Regions from separate parts of the Mus musculus genome. Here all the other regions are linked to region 2. A link is a contact called in public Hi-C and HiChIP or PLAC-seq data. All regions are on one chromosome and are shown on one strand. Each heading gives the region's core, a stretch centred on a gene start, on an enhancer-like site or on the middle of the called end of the contact. The rest is flanking DNA. Distances are from core to core; before and after follow the strand shown. Region 1 holds the start of F2rl1 (coagulation factor II (thrombin) receptor-like 1). Region 2 holds the start of Hmgcr (3-hydroxy-3-methylglutaryl-Coenzyme A reductase). Region 3 holds the start of Crhbp (corticotropin releasing hormone binding protein). Region 4 holds the start of F2r (coagulation factor II (thrombin) receptor).

Region 1 (2,700 bases), core at 155-2,654, 1.1 Mb before region 2:
ATATTAAGTAGCTCGGGTTAACAAGTAACCCAATTTTTTTGTTGTTGTTGTTAAAATCAAGTTCACCACGTACGCTAGGAACCTCTACCTCCCAATCTCCTCACTCTGAAAACAGAGGAAGCCGACTAATCAGGGTATGCTTCCTATACTAGGTAAATCACGAAAGTAATCACCTCCAACCACTTTTTTTTTAAGTTTGCACACACTTTGTTCCTGAGTTTTTAAATTTCTAACTTTAAATGACAGGCAAACGGAGAGGGGTTGGACGCTCTTCTACAACTTAACGACAAAGTAAAAGTGAGAAATAGCCTTTAAGACTACAGCAAGTTTAGAACGGAAACGCCAGGCCGGGTTTTGCAATAGCGCTATCACTGGTAGCAAACACCCCCCCACCCCACCCTACAGCCTACAGAGGTCTCCGTGGCTTCTAGAAGGGCCAGTTCGAGCTCACCAGGAGCTGCAACGCCCAAGCCGGCAGCGGGCCAGAGGAGCACCGCCCCGAACCGCTTTCCTGCAGTTCGGTTCCTTGGGCATGGCAGCCTCAGAGAGAGACCTGGGTGGCTGCCAGTGTTCGCTCCCGGCGGCGGGAAGGTCTCGAAATCTCTAGGCTGGAGATTTCACCTGGTAAGGGTCCGAAAGGGCCCCTTCTACCACCACGTGACATTCAAACCGCCTGAGTCCCGTGCCCAGCGCATCCACTGCGATGCCAGGTACCGTAGCCCCGAGTGGGTCTTGAACACTGTGGTTCAACCCGCAAAGAAAGGGTTCAGTGAGTGGGTGGGTGCGAGTGTAAAACTCGAGGTGGGAACTTCCCAGGGCACGGGCTCCCACTCACTCCACCCATACGTGAGCCATCAAACTGCTATAATCCGGGGGTCTAGTAAGACCCTATAGGACGTAGTTCGCAGGGTCCGCGAAAACCAATTACTGACTCAGTGTTTGTAAAGGAACGACCGCAGGGAGGGGAGGCTGAGTCCTGCGGGCGCTCCTTCCTTATCTCCCCGAACCACGTCGACGAGTAGAGATTGGAAGTGCCCAGACCAGGATTGTTTCTAGCGCGTCTTTGGTGGCACTTAGGTGTCCCGGCTGATTGGTCCTGGTTAGGGACCCCCATCAAAGCTACAGAGAGTGTCCAGGGGGTGTGCCCGCCTTCCCCGATTCCCCCACCAGCCCAGAGCGTTCCTTCGCCGCTCGAGCTCACCCGGTGCAAGGTTCTCGGTCCGGCTGCAGGAGACCGAGGCCGCCAGAAGGGTGATACCTCCCAGCAGCCACGCCAGGCTGAGACTTCGCATCCCCGGACGTGGGGCGGGCGGGCAATCCGCCACCAGTGGTTCGAAACTCGGAGCCCTACTCTGAGCACAGGGTCCCTTCCCTTAACACGAGCTTCACTGAGCCTTCCTGGGGCGGGACCTGTTTCAGTGAAACCGGAGCCCCTAGACGCACCTGCGGAAGACCACGCCCCCAGGAGACCACGCCCCCTCGAACGTCCTACGCAGGCCACACCCCGGGCCACCTGGCCCAGCACAGCCTGACCGTAGCTCCCGTGTGCTGGCCAGCGTCCACTTGGCTGCTGGAGTCGCCTGCGGGTGAGGCTGGACCGGTGAGGTGGCTACATTGGAATGCAAATGACAGGAAGGTTGGGACCCAGGGTTTTAGAGCCTGGGCGATGTCCAAAACTATCTTTAACCTTTAATTACTTCAGAGAACCAGTGAGGTCATCCTGTGAATGTTAGAAAGTCTATGCTAGTTGCCTTTGTCTTCAGTAATTGGTGTGGAAGGCTTTGTGGTGTAATGGGCAGTGCGGGACCGATATGAAAGGGGTTCTTGTTGGTTATTGTTTTGTTGATTGTTGTCTTGGTTTGCCTTTTTGCGAAAGCTTTCTTTCCCTACTACCCACCTGACTTCAAACTTGTGACGATTCTCCAGCCTCGACCTCCTAAGTGCTGGGGTGCCAGGATTGTTCCACCAGTTCTGGGATTAACTCATCTGTTATCCAGTGTCATTAAACAAACCTGGATGTGTGGGAAGCACTAACCGCCAATGGTTCAGTACTGTTAGCTTGTCTAATGCCCTCAGCACTGTATGTGCCCGCTCCATCTGTCTTCCCATTTTACAGAATAGGAGATGGAACTTAGAATGTTTGCTGCCTCTGGGGTTACACAGTTCTTTGGCACAGTTTGTAAATGTCCAAGCTCAAGTCTATGACTGAAATTTGTCCACAACTTGTTGCTCTATACCTGATTCCACTCGGGTCTCTTCTGCATCGTGATCCCATGTTCCAAAGAAATATATAAGCATGGGTTGGGGTGTGTAGCTTGGTAGTAGAGCACATGCTTAGCATGTCCAAGGACCAGAGTGAATCTCCCCCACAGAGACAGAGGCAGGAGCATAAAGAATTGGAGACCATTTGGGCTACATAGTAGAACCCTATCTTAAAAATAAATTAAAACTAGGACAATAAGTCAGACTTTACTGTTGTTCAAGAAAACTGTGGTTTGAATTACAGAGAAGATACTGGAAGGATTCATAAACGGAAGAGACTCGGATGAGCCCAAAGCAGGTGTCTCCACGGAGAGGGGATTTCAATGTAGGAAGGGCTGGCTGCAGTCCTGGACAGCTCTGAAATGATGACAGAGTTAGAAGAGAGACCGGAGTTAGCCATTTCTCTCAGGTTTGAGGACATCCACCTGGCATGTTGCA
Region 2 (2,700 bases), core at 101-2,600:
GCCACGTCTAATCCCAACAGGATGAACACTCAGCATTCTTAACCTACCCATCCATCAAAGGGGGCCATCATCACCTTGCACAGAAAACAAGTTCTGTACCCAACTTTACCATACATTACCAGTTTCTAAGTCCATCTCCTCTTCATGGTCAAGTTCTCTGACCAAAGTATTAAGTGGAACCATAAAGAACTACTATTTTAAGAACTTAAAAAAAAAAAAAAAAGCACAATTTCAAGATAGATTTAAGGATTCAGAAACTGATCCCAGAATATAGCTCACAGTCTACAAATTAGACAAAAATATAGCAGTGTGAGCAAGCACACCCTTTATCTTGCCTGGTCAAGTTCTAGAAAGGCACTACGACCAAGTAAGCCCACAAAACGCAGCCCAATGTAGATCCAAGACTTTTGCCCTACGATAAATAAAATACAAATAAATCACAAGTAACCAAACAAAATGTATTCCCTACTTCGTGTGATGCTTTAATTGTACACAACGACTTTGTAAGTAAAGAGCCAGTAACAGACGTTTCCTGTGCCTTTACAGGCCTTAGCCCGAAAAGATACAACCTCAAGAGAGGAAAGATTTCCATCTGTCCGCTTTCGATGAAAGACTATTAACTTCGCCCAACCTCAGAAGTCTACTGTTTTACTTGCGAACCTCTAAGGCCATTTTCTTCATTCAAACCAAATAATTCCAATAGGTGCATAAGGTAAATTGACATCAGTATCAATGAGACTACGCCCCTTAGGAGAAAGACTATAACATAAAGGTCGAGAGACCGACTTCGGAGGGCTAGCTGTGCCTGTACAGACCTCGCATCCTCCTCCGGGCCCACTAGGAAGAGCACAACCTGCCGTACCCACGCGGATCGGGTCAATTTGCAGCCTACATCTCCATCACTTTAAAGACGGGTCCTGCCGCAAGGCAGCGCCTGGGCGTGAACCCTTGTTCTCTAGGGCTCCCGCTGTCCCCTCTGCCAGGCACTCGTACACGGATGACCGTGACCGCCGGGTCAGCACAGCGCCCTCCGGACTGAACCCACGGACGCCCCGTCGCTGCACTGGCCCTCAGGCCCACCCGGCCCACGGGTTCCCTGGCCGCCGCCCTGCCGCCGGGCCTCAAGGACGTGTCCTCGCGGTCCCCTCGGTTCGCAGCCGCCTCGTGAGCCCAGGCGGAGCGCGAGACCCGCTGTCCCGCCGGTCCCCAGCGTCCGCCAGCTCACCTCCGGATCTCAATGGAGGCCAAGCCGGCCCAGCTGCCGTCTCCAGCCAACGGAGCCCCGGGCGGAAGGAACTGCGCTTACGCACGCTCCAGGCCGCCAGCGGGCCGCCAATAAGGAAGGATCGTCCGATCCCCTAGCCAATCGTCGGGCGGCTGCTCAGCCTGACGGCCTACGTCACGAACGGTCTCCCTAACAACCGCCCACTGCTCGCACCCGGGCGGAGAACGGGCACCGCACCATCTCTCACCACGGCAGAGCCAACCAATGACGGGTCGGGTCCCAGCATCGCGGCCTTCCTATTGGTCTCCGAGCCGAGGGGCGCCTGCAAGGACGCCGCCCGCGCGGGGAACAGGGGATGCCGCGGGTGGAGTACCCCGAACTCAGAGTTTGACCTGCAGGGTCTTGCCCCCGTGGGAAGACCACGGGAGGCCACCGTGTTAGAGTTGGAGCGTGAACGCGGGTTAAGGTTGAAAAGAAAAAGCCCAGTTAGTAGAGAGATCTGTGGGGAAGTAGTAGAGCTCTGAAAAAAAAAAAAAGAGGAATTTAAAAAAGAAAACGAAATGTGGCAGGGACTTGCAGCCCAAACCCCCTGTGACATACCCATCAGTGCTAATGGCTCCGGCTATCTAGGTCACCTGTCGCACACTGGATTCTTGCTGAAGAGTCCCTCTCCAGTGTCGTCTCTGAATTCCCTCTGCTCTCCTGCTGGCTGAAGGCCTTTATCAAGCCCTTAACTCAAACTTGCAATAACCTCTCCTAACTGGTCTTCCCACTCTCGGGTGCTTACACCTTCTGCTTCTGGCGTTTCTGCTGCAGTAATCTTCCTCTTATGCCATACACCTGCCCCTAAATCAGCCTCCAGTATGGCCCAACCCCATTTCACCTACACAACTCTATCCCTGTGTTAGCCTAGAGTAACTTACCCTTCGATTGTACTGAATCGCTTTTGACACCCCTGCTCATGGTCTTAGTTTAGCCCGGATATACCTACCCACTTTAAATTTTGAAATCCTAATTATACCTCAAGGATCATTCATATGCCACCTCCTTTCCTGATTCTCTCAAACATATGTCATATCTCTCTTCTGAACGCCCATAGCACTTCCGTAATAGTCTATGACTTGTCTTACTGTTTTATGTGGAAATGTCGTAAAGAGAGCAATTGGTACATAACTCCTTTTGTTTTTGTGCGCTCTCTGTTTCTGTGTGTGTGTGTGTGTGTGTGTGTGTGTGTGTGTGTGTGCTGCTGTGCACTACATGTACAGAACAGTGCCCAAGGAATAGCAAGAAGAGGGTGGGGGATCCTCTGGAACTGGAGTTACGTAAGATGGTTGTTAGCTGCCATGTAAGTGGAAACTGAATCTGAATTCTCTGAAGAACTGAAGTGCTCTTAACCGATGAGCCATCTCTTAAAACACTATATGTTCAGTAGTACTTTTCATAAACTAAAAAAGTACCTGGTTAGAGTCTCATCG
Region 3 (2,700 bases), core at 64-2,563, 1.2 Mb before region 2:
TCCCAGGAGTTGGGGAGAGCACAGAAGGGAAATTAAACCATCGACGTCCAGGGGCGCTAGACCTGCAGCGTTTGGCGCTAGACCCTTCCTAGGAATCCAGCCTCCGGGGCTCTCCCAGGGAGTTTCTGAGACTCGAGCACTTAGAGGTTTAGTTGTCCCCCACATGGACGCGCTTAGGGGAACGTGGGCTGGGGCCGCGAGTAGTGGGGACCCCCTCACCTTCAGGAAATCCCCGCCTTGGCAGTCGATGGAGACCAGGTCATAGTGGATGGTGATGAATTCCTCGGGTTCGCCGATGAAGAAGGCGGCGCAGTGCAGCTGCGGCCGGTCTGCGGTGAAGGTGAACTGGCCAGGGAGGCTCAGCATGTCCAGGCACCCTGGGAGAGAGCATGGAGCCCGGGGTTCCCAGCTGTCTTGGGAAGCTGCTCTCAGCGCGCCCCATTCCCCGGCTCCGCAGCGCGCCCCAACCTGGAGCTCCCAGCTTAGGCTGCACTGGGTTCCCTCGCTCTGGCTTGGAAGGAGCCGCGTGGATGCTGCAACCCAGGGGTCCCAGCCAGCCCCCCCCCCCCCGCCCCGACCAGATATCCTGCAAGCCTGTGTCCTAGGTTCTTAGCCTCCCGCCTCCCGGGCACCCACACACTGGACAGCCCCAACTCACGCAGAGCCCGTCGGTACGGCTGCTCCTCTGCCAGGTCCCGCTTCAGATTGGCACTGAAGAGCAGGAGAGGGTCGTAGACCGCGGCTTCTTGCACCTGGAGAGGAAAGTGGATCGTCTGGAAAAGTTCAGGGGGAGGGAAAGAAAGCGAAGCAGGAGCAGGGAGCCCTTTTTGCAGCTCAGAGAAGCAAATGGGGCAGGGGGCAGTGGGGCATGTCTCCTGAGTTCAGAGTTTATGCGTGAGTCGAAGACTATTTCCACCAGATTAGGGTACCCAGCCCAGAGAAAGGCAGGCAGTTAGGATGCTCAGGGGCACGGAGAAAGCTGTCTAGGTGAACCAGGGAGAAAGGATCAAAAGTTGGTCTGCTGTCCCTGGCTAAATACTCAAGGGATAGAAAGGTGTTAAGCTCGAGAAAGGATGGCTCACCTCTAGGTAGCGGCTCTCTCCCCTTAGAGCTGTCAGGAGGATCAGAATGAAGTGACATTGGAGTTTGAAGTTCGGTGACATGCTGGCCTTGTGTCTGCAGCTGGAGTGCTCTGCTGCGGAGATCTTAGGCGTTTCTTCCCACACCTTCGCCCACACTGAGAGCTCAAAGCAGCGAGGGTCCCTTTGCTGGGTCTCTTTTATAGAGCAGTAGAGGGGAGGCTCTCTGCCCCTTAACTGATCTGAGCTTAGTTACCATGGGTTACCCTGCCTCGGTGACAAAATGCGTGGCAATGACGAGGGTCCAGCTCTCAGCCACAAATATTTCAGCATGGCCCCGCATTATTCATCAAGAGTGACACTTCAGTCACGAGGACCTAGTGACCTGAACGCATAGCCGAAAGAATGAGGCAGAGGCAGAGAGATTCGGGGAGAGCCTTTCACTTGGCCTGTAAAACGTTACATTATATTCATTATACATATCTGGGGAACTTTTGGTTTTATAAAAGCAAATGACAGACATGTCAGACACATATGACCTCCTCATGGGGCCTAGCCATATAACTGTGGATGGGACTCTGATGGGAATGGCCAGAGCGTAGTATCAGTACGGCTATCATTCCCCTCCAGAAGAAATATGAGGTGGTTTCAGCCTCAAAACTTTGACAGAGCCTGATTTTATAGAATATTGCAGAAATAAAATCCGGGCTTCCTGTCCCTTGCTTTATCCCGATCCCGCTTCTTATCGGCCTTTCCTTAATGAAGAGCAAGAATCTGCAGACTTCTGGATGTCAGAGGGGCTGTCCCTGATCTGTACGTTTCCGGTGCTCTGGACACCTGGGCAGTGCTCTGTAGCCAGGACTTCGGCCTCAATGAACCACTGAGAGAAAGTCGCTCTACGCCGTTCCTCCCAGCACCTGCGTTACTCTGACTCACCCGAGGGAAACGTGCTGACGCTTCCACAACTCACACACAGCTCCCGTGGAACGAGAGGGAATCCACACAGGAGTGGTGTGTAAGCTCACTTTTGCCGATTTGGCAGAAGACCATGGCTTCTGCTTTTGTCCAGAGCTGGGGACAGTATAGAGACAGCCCCTCCAGTTTTCCCCACCCCTTCAAAACAGGCAGTAAACACTGCTAGAAAACTCGAACTCAAGACCACAGCGTAAGGTTTTAAGGAAAGAAAAAGGATTACATTTGTGGCGAAAACACTTGAAAGAAACAGAAATCTGTTAGGATTCTGTCAGGATGTCAGAATTGGTTGTTTTCCTATTTGAGACAACACTGAGATCTGCAGGGGTGGGTCTCAGGGTTTACACCAGGGGGGTCTTCCTTTTCCTGATCTAATGCTATAAACAGTCCTTAGACCAGACCACAGAGCAGAAAGAACACACCAAGTTCATGAGCCCTGGCACCACGCCCTTCTCTGCATCCTCCACTGTTTAGGCATCTGAATTTCAGACAGGGATAGGGAACACTGAGGGGAATGAAAGGAAAGAATTTAATAGCTTAACATCGCCTGCCTGCCTGCCTGCCTGCCTGCCTTACAGGCATCCAGCCATCTCCAGGACTATCTCCCTAGAGAGATTTTCAGGCACGTTCACCTGGCATACCATGATCT
Region 4 (2,700 bases), core at 84-2,583, 1.1 Mb before region 2:
CTCGCACCTCCATGTACACTTTGGATCGTCCTCCCCCTCACGGCTGCTGATGATTAAGGTCTAAGGTCGGCTACCCAAACACAGGCAGGCTGGTTAGCTGCTGCTCGGCGTGGGGGCCCTCTGTGGGGCTCTGAGTTTTCCCATGAGCACCACTCAAGCTCACACTGAAGAAAGACAGACAACAGGAAACACCCCACTCTTTGTCACCTCCTAATCCTTACATGTGGGAGCACCGAAGTGCACATTCTTTCAGAGATAACAAAAACTGAAGAAAACCCACTAGATTTTCTTCAGCGTGAAAGGAACGGCTAAAGGTGTCCCTACTAAGAAAGTCGAAACAATTGGGAACTTTACAGGCTACGCCTCTGCTTTGGAGAAAAGAGAAAATATTTGACGAAATAAGTCGACCAAACTAATTTATTTGGTCAAACTGGCAGATATTTAAAAATACACTGTAAGTAACGAATGTCCTTGCGGCAGATGAGAAATTCCATTGAAAAAAACTAAGACTAGATAATTTCTAGGTGCGCCTGATTCTGAAGAGGGGTCCCTTTTCTCCATGCAGAGAAACAGGTTTCCGATAACAAAGACCTACTCCACTCCCTGCAACCAGAAACCTTCATCACCTCCTGGGTACCAGGCCAAGCTGGGGGCTGTCCGGTCTTTATTGTGTGACTGTGAATTTTTTCTTTCACATCGCTTTTCCCTCCTTGTAAATCAAACGAGAAAACGAGTTTCCATCAAAGCAAAAACTTGAGGAGAGTGGTTCCACTGCACACCGAAAGCCCAGAATCACAAGACCCTTTCTTTCTGAAGGTGGTCTTGTAAAACAGGCCACACAATGACAATTAAAGCGACTGTGGAGACCGTTCCGCGGACCCTCGGGCCCCTCTCCGGATCCAACACCCGGTGGCCCGCGGACTGCACCCTCCAAAACCGAGTCCAAAAGAGCATCGGCCGTGCGGGGAGTGGGGAGGATATGGTGCGCCCCACATGGATGTGACTAGGGGAACCTCTAGATCTCGGCCCAAATGACTGTTTGGCTCCTGGGGGAAACTGAGGCAGGGTTGCAGCCAGGAGCACCCCCTCACGGAGCTGGCGCAACCTAAAACTTCTGATAGCTTCCCCCATGCTCACCCACCCGCAGCTCTTACCTGGCTGGCTCATAGGGACGCGGGAAGACAGCAAGGGACCGCACAGGCTGAGGCCGAGGGCGACGATCAGCAAGCGCCGGGGCCCCATTGTCCCAAGGCTGCCCGCGCGGCCCGGCGCCCGCCGTCGCCTACTTCTTTCTGAGTAGCTCGGTCGGAGCCTGCGGGTGACTAGAGGCGACTGCGCGGCCCCTGGGTGAGTATTTGGAGGCGGTTCAGGGGCGTGGGGCGGGGCTCCGCGGGCTGTGCGCGTGCCCGCAGTCTCCGCTCGTGCCCGCAGCCCCTCGCTCCGGAACCCAAGCGGCAGACCGCACCAGATGCTCGCTCCTCCCCAGTCTCCCCTTGTCCCACCCGGTGTGGTTGAGCTGCAAGCCTGGGAGTGACTCAGCCCCTCGGGGTCTTCGGAGAGCGCCTGCGGCCGCTTCAATGACTCTCCTGGGACGTGGAGCAAGGGAAGCGAAGCTAGACGGGGACAGTCCCGTGGTGGTGCTCCAAGTCTCTTCTCCTCCCCGGCGTCTGGCTGCACACAAGTTTGGAGTTTAGCTAAAAGTTGGCTACTGACTTCTGTCCGTCCGTCCCCGTCCCCCGTCCCCCGTCCCCCCGTCCCCCCCGCCCCCCTGCAGTGACAAGGGTGTCCCCAGATATGTGGACAGAGTGCTTGACATTTCTCGAAATTCTTTTATTTTGCGAGCTTAGATGGATCACGTTGAGCCTTTGATCTTCCACACACGAGTGGAAGTGGACCAGGTATCCAGGCGCTGATTCACCAAGCTCTTGCTTACCGAACTCTGCCTCCCCTGGTGACCCAAGCCAGAGCCTCAGCCACAGGCCCCAACGCCCAGGGCTTTCTCACCAGAAAGATGTTGGGTGGGAAGAGGAGGGGTAGCACTGAGGAATTTTAAAGGGTCCTTCCCAGGTCCTTATGGTTTGTGCTTGACTACATTTCAGCGTTAGATATCAAAAGAAGGGGGGGGGTCATGGCTGAGGCCTAGCGAGAGGGAGCCCCAGCTTATTTTGTTTAGAAAGAGTCTAGTGAGGAAGACACCCCGGAAATTAATCCTGGTCCTCTACCCAGTTTCTGAAAGAGCCAGCTCACAGCTTAGCGCTCTGAAGTGCTGTGATTGTCTTAGGGTTTCTATTGCTGCCATGAAACACCACGACAAAAAGGCAGGTTGGAGAGGAAAGGGTTTATTTGGATTATATTTCCATATAAGTGTTCATCGGTAAAGGAAGTCAGGACAGGAACTCAAAACAAGGCAGGACCCTGGAGGCAGGAGCTGAAGCAGAGGCCATGGAGGGGTGCCGCTTACTGGCTTGCTGTTCACGCTTGCTCAGCCTGCTTTCTTACAGAGCTCAGGACCATTAGCCCAGGGATAGTACCACCTACAATGGGCTGGACCTTTCCCCATCAATCACTAATTAAGAAAATGCGGAATCCCAACATTTGGATCAATGCAGAAAACAAGATCAGAGGCCATCTCCTCCCCTTACCCTCAGAGCTGCCTCACAATCTTCCTAAGTTGCTCTGTCAGTTGTGCAATCACCCAGC

What was found. Hi-C and Micro-C count contacts between places; a contact is called where the count stands out from the background. HiChIP or PLAC-seq counts read pairs in DNA pulled down with a chosen protein or histone mark.
Region 1: an H3K27ac HiChIP or PLAC-seq map of embryonic stem cells shows a contact between it and region 2, with 4 times the contacts expected there. The contact joins the promoter of F2rl1 here to the promoter of Hmgcr in region 2. A contact is called at or near these places in 2 of 39 promoter capture datasets (embryonic stem cells and liver) and 4 of 115 datasets of contacts at active chromatin or transcription factors (embryonic stem cells and pro-B cells).
Region 3: a Hi-C map of cortical neurons shows a contact between it and region 2, with 4 times the contacts expected there. The contact joins the promoter of Crhbp here to the promoter of Hmgcr in region 2. A contact is called at or near these places in 1 of 39 promoter capture datasets (embryonic stem cells) and 1 of 484 Hi-C or Micro-C datasets (cortical neurons).
Region 4: an H3K27ac HiChIP or PLAC-seq map of double positive thymocytes shows a contact between it and region 2, with 5 times the contacts expected there. The contact joins the promoter of F2r here to the promoter of Hmgcr in region 2. A contact is called at or near these places in 5 of 39 promoter capture datasets (embryonic stem cells, hematopoietic stem and progenitor cells, liver and 1 more), 2 of 115 datasets of contacts at active chromatin or transcription factors (double positive thymocytes and embryonic stem cells) and 1 of 9 other capture datasets (liver).

Annotation. Positions count from the first base shown.
Region 1 is chr13:95,523,836-95,526,535 of GRCm38.p6, forward strand. F2rl1 (coagulation factor II (thrombin) receptor-like 1) reads right to left here and starts at 1,405. Exons shown (of 2, transcript NM_007974.4): 1 at 1,202-1,405. The coding sequence starts at 1,292.
Region 2 is chr13:96,669,586-96,672,285 of GRCm38.p6, forward strand. It overlaps Hmgcr (3-hydroxy-3-methylglutaryl-Coenzyme A reductase), which reads right to left and starts at 1,351. Exons shown (of 20, transcript NM_008255.2): 1 at 1,226-1,351.
Region 3 is chr13:95,443,518-95,446,217 of GRCm38.p6, forward strand. Crhbp (corticotropin releasing hormone binding protein) reads right to left here and starts at 1,314. Exons shown (of 7, transcript NM_198408.3): 1 at 1,083-1,314; 2 at 659-752; 3 at 220-377. The coding sequence starts at 1,163.
Region 4 is chr13:95,617,133-95,619,832 of GRCm38.p6, forward strand. It overlaps F2r (coagulation factor II (thrombin) receptor), which reads right to left and starts at 1,334. Exons shown (of 2, transcript NM_010169.4): 1 at 1,155-1,334. The coding sequence starts at 1,242.